Linked DNA regions of Zea mays: region 2 is linked to region 1. The links are chromatin contacts, called in public Hi-C maps. All regions are on one chromosome and are shown on one strand. Each heading gives the region's core, a stretch centred on a gene start, on an enhancer-like site or on the middle of the called end of the contact. The rest is flanking DNA. Distances are from core to core; before and after follow the strand shown. Region 1 holds the start of LOC100283450 (cyclin delta-2). Region 2 holds the start of LOC103632701 (DEAD-box ATP-dependent RNA helicase 22).

Region 1 (3,481 bases), core at 488-2,987:
GGCGCCCTGGCAGCGCCACCACCCAGCAACCAAAAAAAAAAAAATCGAGTCACGCCGCCTTGCTATGACGTAAGCACGGGAATCCCCGGTGACATCCTCCACAGGTCCTAAACTGTAACTCACTCTGGACGCTGCCTGCCCCTCGCAGGACGGACAGACGCTGACCGGGTCAACAACGCCCGTCCAGAATGCAGAAGGGTGGCTATCGTCTTGGGCAGCTGATCTGGTGTGTGCCTGTGTGGAGATGGCGTGCCGTGGGCCGTGGCCCGTGAGCTAGCAGCTGTAACTGTAATGCGCAGCGCAGGTATGGTCCTCCTCCTCCATCCCCTTTTTACCATTTTCTATATCCTTTGCATCGGCGCCGTAGATAATTGTTGGCTGAAATTCATGCCAGCTATATGCTATGTTTCGACCTAGGATTGGCTGCGCAGAGATGGTGGTAGGGCACGCCAATTTATTTGAGATACAGGTTCTCCATACGTTCCTTCACTTCATTGCAATGCAGCAGAGTCATATATATACCTGAATCCCAATCCCAACAAAGGTACGGACCTCTGTGTCGTGTCGTCCTCCTCCTCCGGATACATTGCGTTTAATTTCGACCGTATGGATGGATGGATGGATGTGGATGTGGTGGCCGTAATCATGTACTAGCTTGCTTTGGGGGGTCATACGATTGATTGATTGATTGATTGCACGGGCATACCAGGCTTCAGTGTATTTGCTGCTCTGTAGATACTTTACTCATGTGAAACCCATAAGGGTCGGAGTGAGCTAGGGCCTGTGCGGCCGGCACATAGGGATCGGACGGATGGATCGGTGGTGGTATGCTAGTATATATGCATGGTACTACAGCTACTACCCCTCCTCCTCCTCCTCCTCCCATAGTGTATGTGTATGTGTATGAGCAGCAGCAGGCCGTATCGACAGGCCCAACAGACAGACGATGGATCAGATCGGATCTCCACACCTTGCCTGGCTCGAGTAGATCTTGACCATCCGTGCTCCAATCATGGCCATGGCCGCCGGACTGCAGAGCACCAGGCATGCCATCCGGACCCTACTACTACTACCAGTCGCTTACACACCTCTGCCCCAACCGTGTCTCATTCTTGGCAGTTTGGGGAGGAAGGAAGCCCAATCTTGTCCCTAAAAAACGCTGTTCCATGTAAGTGACCAGACGACGACTATACTAGATCACTAGCCCCTCGAATCCTCGATGAAAAGAAAAAATAAAAGTCGCGAGCAGTCACGCTCGCCGAACTCAACGTCCGGCCGGGAAGGAAATTAACGGCGACAGAGGGTCGGTCCCCTTTCGTTCGGAAGTCGGAACTGTCATTGGTCGCCGTCGTCGTCGCGTCACTGGCATGTGGGGGCCTCGGTCGGCAAACCATCGAGAGCCGAGAGCCGGGAGAGAGAGAGAGAGGATGGCAGGTGCACATGCATGTGTGTGATGTACTCATGTGTAGTATAAAGGATGTGATGGGATGAGACGGTTCCTTTTACCAATCATTCCCTACTTATATTACCCGTCCATCATGCAGCCATCCGATTTTTCTTTCTTGTTTTACCGTATACTACAGCACAAGGATAAATTCCTACAGACCGACCTCATATGCATTGCATGGTGAGCCCTTCCACATATACACACATGCATGTAGTGGCAGTAGCTAGGCGAGCTAGTTTTTTTTTTATATAGATATCCAGCCGTAGTGCTCTCACATCGATCGCTCGCACTCGCACTCGCACTCGCACTGACCTGACGCTACGCTGCCTACAATCTATCTACCTCTACCCTCCCTCATCACTTGTTCCACTACGACCGGCCACCTCGCCGCGCGCGCAAGCCTGCGTCACCACCCACCGTGCAGCACGACAGCCAGCAATGGCCGCCGCCCACTGAGGCAGAGTCGCAGTGACGGCACGGGACGCACACCCACGGGCGCTGGCGGCATGCCGGGCGACGCCTACGACCTCCTGTGCGCCGAGGACGACGCCGCCGGCAGCGCCCTGCTGTGCACCACCGACGACGACGACGGGTGCTGCTCCGCTGTCGAGGACGACTCGGCGGCGGCGGCGGCGGCATCCATCGCCGAGCTCATCGGCGGCGAGGCCCAGTACTCGCCCAGGCCGGACTACCCCGACAGGCTCCGCTCCAGGTCCATCGACCCGGCCGCCCGCGCCGAGTCGGTCGCATGGATTCTCAAGGTGACGGACGCCGGATCGCCAGTCCATATATATTATATATACACACACTCGCAAGCTTTTCACATCGTTTGGATTAGATTAGACGCCGCACCACCATGCTTGCTTGCTGGCTAGCTTTCTCGCTCGCTCTCTCACCATGCTTTTCGTGCTCTGCTAGTCTTATCAGTTTAATTTGTACAATATGCATGCATATAGATAGATATATGAACTCAGCAAGCAATCTCATCTTATATACTGTTCTTCTCGCTCTGTCTCCTTCTTCGTCGCCATCAGGTGCAAGAATACTATGGGTTTCTTCCATTGACAGCCTACCTCGCCGTCAACTACATGGACCGGTTCCTCTCTCTCCACCGTTTGCCGGTAAGCAAGCTAAGCTCCTTATGCATGGCATGGCATGGCCCCCCACCGCCGCAGCCGCCATTTCTCTTTTCGCCACACACGACACACACTACTTACTAATAAATTACATTCTGTATATGATGGTGTGTCACACACTCACACGCAGTGTGTGTGTGTTGTACTGTCGTCAGTGGGAAGTTGATAGTGCTGCTGTTGTTGGCGCGGGGAAAAGAAAGTGTTTGGAGGAGCGTGTCCGCGTGGATTAATCAATCGATTATAAGCATCTGCCTAATTACCTCCCTGCCCCTAAACGGAATGAAGGAGGGGGCAGCTACAGGGGGCAAGGGGGTTTTTGTTTATGCACTCAAGACAGAGGGGTCTTTTGCCTTTGCAGTTGCTGCAGCCAGCCGCGCTTTAGCGCAAGAGCGAGCAGCCTCCGCCTGACGCTTTTTATCATCGTGTGTGGAACACACCTTATCATTGTGCCTCGCCATCCATCCATCCATCCATCCATCCACATTTTTATTCCGTCCATCCATCCATCCGTGGCCTGGCCTGCTGCCTGTGATAGCGAGACTTGCAGCAGCCTCTGTGACTGTGCGCTAGCTGTGGGCGGGTGTGGTGCTACGAGTTGTTTATCTGAATCCATTCTGAGCCAAAGGAGAGAGAGAGAGAGAGAGAGAGAGAGAGAGAGAGAGAGAGAGAGAGAGAGAACACAAGCTGCCGCAAGCTAGCTGTAAACACTGCAAAGTGGTCTCGCTCACACATCTCTCACTGTAGGCAGGCACCAAGTCATATGCAGCACCATCTGCCCCTGGTTGAATCTGCAGCATTATTTTTCTGACTTTTGGTTGCCTTGTGCTGCTGCTGTTTTCCTGAACTGAACACATGCTCTTGGATTTATTATACATGTTTAGATGAAACAACCAACCAT
Region 2 (3,340 bases), core at 46-2,545, 240 kb before region 1:
GTAGGCACTGAACAAGACAATTAGGATATACATATCTGGAAATATAGTAGGACACATGGGCAAAGCTAGGTTATGTTTAGGGAGTGCAAATGCACCCCCGAAATAATATGGATTCTATAGATTCAGTTAAAATTTCACCATGTATGCACCCCTAGGAAAAAAATCTTATGCACCCACAAGGCCAAATGCACCATCCTCAATTTTGCTCTAGATTCACCACTGGTAGGACAAATCCCAGTGAAACTATCGATAGACCAGAAAAATTATTCAAAAGGTATATATAAAAAATCAATCATATTTATGAATCAAACAACAACAAAGGGAAGTGTCTTGAAGAGATGACAGCACTAGTATATTCGGTGCACAATTAGCCTATATACCCTAACTTGCTTGGGACCCACAAAAGGTTCGCAGTTGTAAGGATTTACATTCTTATTGTCTGCAACAGGAAAATATATATGGTCATTAACAGCAGAACTGATTTGACTAAACCCACAGAGGTGAAAAGGGAGAGAAGCATGTAACCTGAATCATCTAGTGCTCAATTACTTATCTAAATAGTAAAGTGCTTGCAATTTTAGATTTAAGATGCAAGGAGTTACAATCTTCATTAAACAAATTGTAACAGCATTGGGAATTAGAATAGACATCGGTTCATCCTGAGAGGCAAACGGGACCAGTCCCCACTCCCCAACAATAGACAGAGCTCAAAGAGCTCGCTCAGTTCAATACCTGCGCCGAGCAAAAGAATATAAAATGTACATCTACCAACTGAACTGCTCATGTTAAACAGGCATAAGACGTGCACAGGAGGTCCAACATTTCGTCGAACATATGGCGTGTGTTGTAGCTGAAGCGAGCGGACCCCTTACCTGGACAAGGGAAGGCCTCGAGAGCCCGGCACTGCAAAGGGCGGACGCGAGGCGTTCGGATACGCCGAGTGAAGCCCACGACGTGCTCTCTGCGAAGAATTCGTTGCCCGAGCCCGAGGTAGCATCGTCGGCCTCTGCCGCAGCGGTGGCAAGCGCGCGCGGCCTCGCACCGGGCGACAGAAGGCGCCACGGCCACGACGGCGGCGCAAAGAGGAGAACGCGGCGGTGGCCGCGCGCGGCGATACGGGAGGAGGCGAGGGGCGGGAGGCTTGCGGCGCGAAGGAGCGCGAGCGGCGCGAGGCGGAGGTGGTGCAGCGCCATGGCGACGGTGACGTGGCGGAGTGTCTGCTGTGCTGGGCCGGGCTGCCTCCAGCCGCATTCGGGTAGGCCGGTAGGGGCACTAGCCTACTAGGGTGGAGTCGTTTAGGCTATTCACAATGGGGATTTCATGTCACTGTTTCCAAAAATGCCACATCAGATTTATGGATGAATGAAATACCCTCTCTCAATAGAGAGTTTCATCTCACTATTTCATATGTCAACATACTTCTTAAATGCTGCATATAAATAACCAATAGGATTTACTCAATTATATGAAGATGAAACAAAACACTCTCAGTGGAGGTTTCACACAGTTTCCAAGATCTTGGAAACGAGTTAACATGGTTTCATCCCCATGAAACTCCATGAAACTCTTCCTTCTTAAATGATGTGACATGTCATCAAAATAGCTGATGTGGCAGGCTAATTAATACATGAAACACCCCATGAAACCTCCATTGTGAATAGCCTTATGATCACAGTGAAGTCCAGGTCTCTCTATTGCTCCCTCCTCCCTTAGTCTCAAATATAATTCGTTTTACGGGGAACAGGCACTAGCCCGGGTGGCTAGTCGGTCTAGATCCTTGTACCCTGATCAAAAAATATATAACCCCTTTTAGACTAAGGAAGTGTTTGGTTTAATTTTTAGTTTTTCTATTTTATTTTATTTTAGTCCCTCAATTACCAAATATAAAAACTAAAATTCTATTTAATAACTATATTTAACAATTTAGGTACTAAAATAAAACACAATGGAAAGACTAAAAAATAGTCTATAGAAACCAAACACCATATAAATATACGTCATGAATATAATTTATATGTATATCTATATTCATTATCATTCGAATAAATGTAGATAGAAAAAAGGCTAGAAAAAACTACATTTTAGGACGGAGAGAGTACTATAAAACACTAATGTTTATTGTCATTATCCCAACATTTTTGTAAAAATAAACTTATATTTTTTATAATTAAATTGTGGATGTGAAAGCAATGACGATGCGCGTCTAGCATCATCATTCATCCCCGCGACGGCACACCACCCACCCCAGTTTGTATCCCCTTCTCCTTCCTGAATGGTTCGATGCGGCTTGCTTGTGCACCACCCCTGCTTGATCCATCGTCGCAGTCTGCCTCTTTATATTTGTCTGCCTCGTCGCCGACCCTACCGCAGAACCTTCTAGAACCCTCGACCCCTCACCTTTGCTCCACTCTCCTCTCCTCCTAGGCCGACTTTGGTGGCCGCCGTCCAGGCCATCGACGACGACCATGCCGCACCACTACTCCAGGAGGAGGTGTCGGGCACTGGCACCGACGACAGGGACTGCGAGTTGCAGAATCTAGGGGACCTCCACTCCAAGATCAACCCCATGGTTGAGGAGTCTATCCTACCCTCCCTCGCCTCACCAATCAATAGGTCTGGCGCCCTCACACCTGCGCTGCTCTCCATCGCCGCCTACGCCTTCTATCTGGTTTGCACCAACTTTGCGATCGCCTCGTCGGGCCACCATGGTGTCACCGGCCAGTTGGCGCCAACTTCGCGATCACCTCGTCAGGCCACCATGGTGTCACCGGCTTCTCGGTCTTCGCAGACACCCATGTCGGACGCGGTAGGGTAAGGATGGTCCTTGATTTTGTCCTACCCCTGTGGCCCTGCTCGCATCGATTCTGTTTTTGATGTCTCCCCGCTGATGAGCATCATTGAAAGTCGCCTAGAGGGGGTGAATAGGCGAAACCTGAAATTTATAAACTTTAAACAACACTAAGGTCGGGGTTAGCGTTAGAATTAAATCGGAGTTCAAAGAATAGTTCTCCTTGCTTAGAGTTCCTCAATCAATACGGATAACATTTGGGAGCAAACTCAAATCAATATGAGCAAGGGAACTTTAGAGAGAGGAAAGAGGGGAAACAAATCAAGTGAAGATCAATGCAAGTGAACACGATGATTTGTTTACCGAGGTTCGGTTTCAAAGAACCTAGTCCCCGTTGATGAGGCCACAAAGGCCGGGTCTATTCCAACCCTTTCCCTCTCTCAGTCGGTCACACAGACCGGTCGAGGCTTCTCCTTAATCACTTTGGCCACTAAGACCCCGCAAGGATCACCACACACTTAGGTGTCTCTTGCTAGCTTTACAAAGCACTTA

Evidence for each region. A called contact is a pair of places that touch in the nucleus more often than the background predicts.
Region 2: a contact with region 1 is called in a Hi-C map of tassel, with 4 times the contacts expected there. The contact joins the promoter of LOC103632701 here to the promoter of LOC100283450 in region 1. A contact is called at or near these places in 4 of 25 Hi-C or Micro-C datasets (ear, endosperm, leaf and 1 more).

The regions. Positions count from the first base shown.
Region 1 is chr7:110,042,843-110,046,323 of Zm-B73-REFERENCE-NAM-5.0, reverse strand. LOC100283450 (cyclin delta-2) reads left to right here and starts at 1,737. Exons shown (of 6, transcript NM_001156351.2): 1 at 1,737-2,208; 2 at 2,482-2,568. The coding sequence starts at 1,954.
Region 2 is chr7:110,283,990-110,287,329 of Zm-B73-REFERENCE-NAM-5.0, reverse strand. LOC103632701 (DEAD-box ATP-dependent RNA helicase 22) reads right to left here and starts at 1,295. Exons shown (of 7, transcript XM_008654447.4): 1 at 873-1,295. The coding sequence starts at 1,193.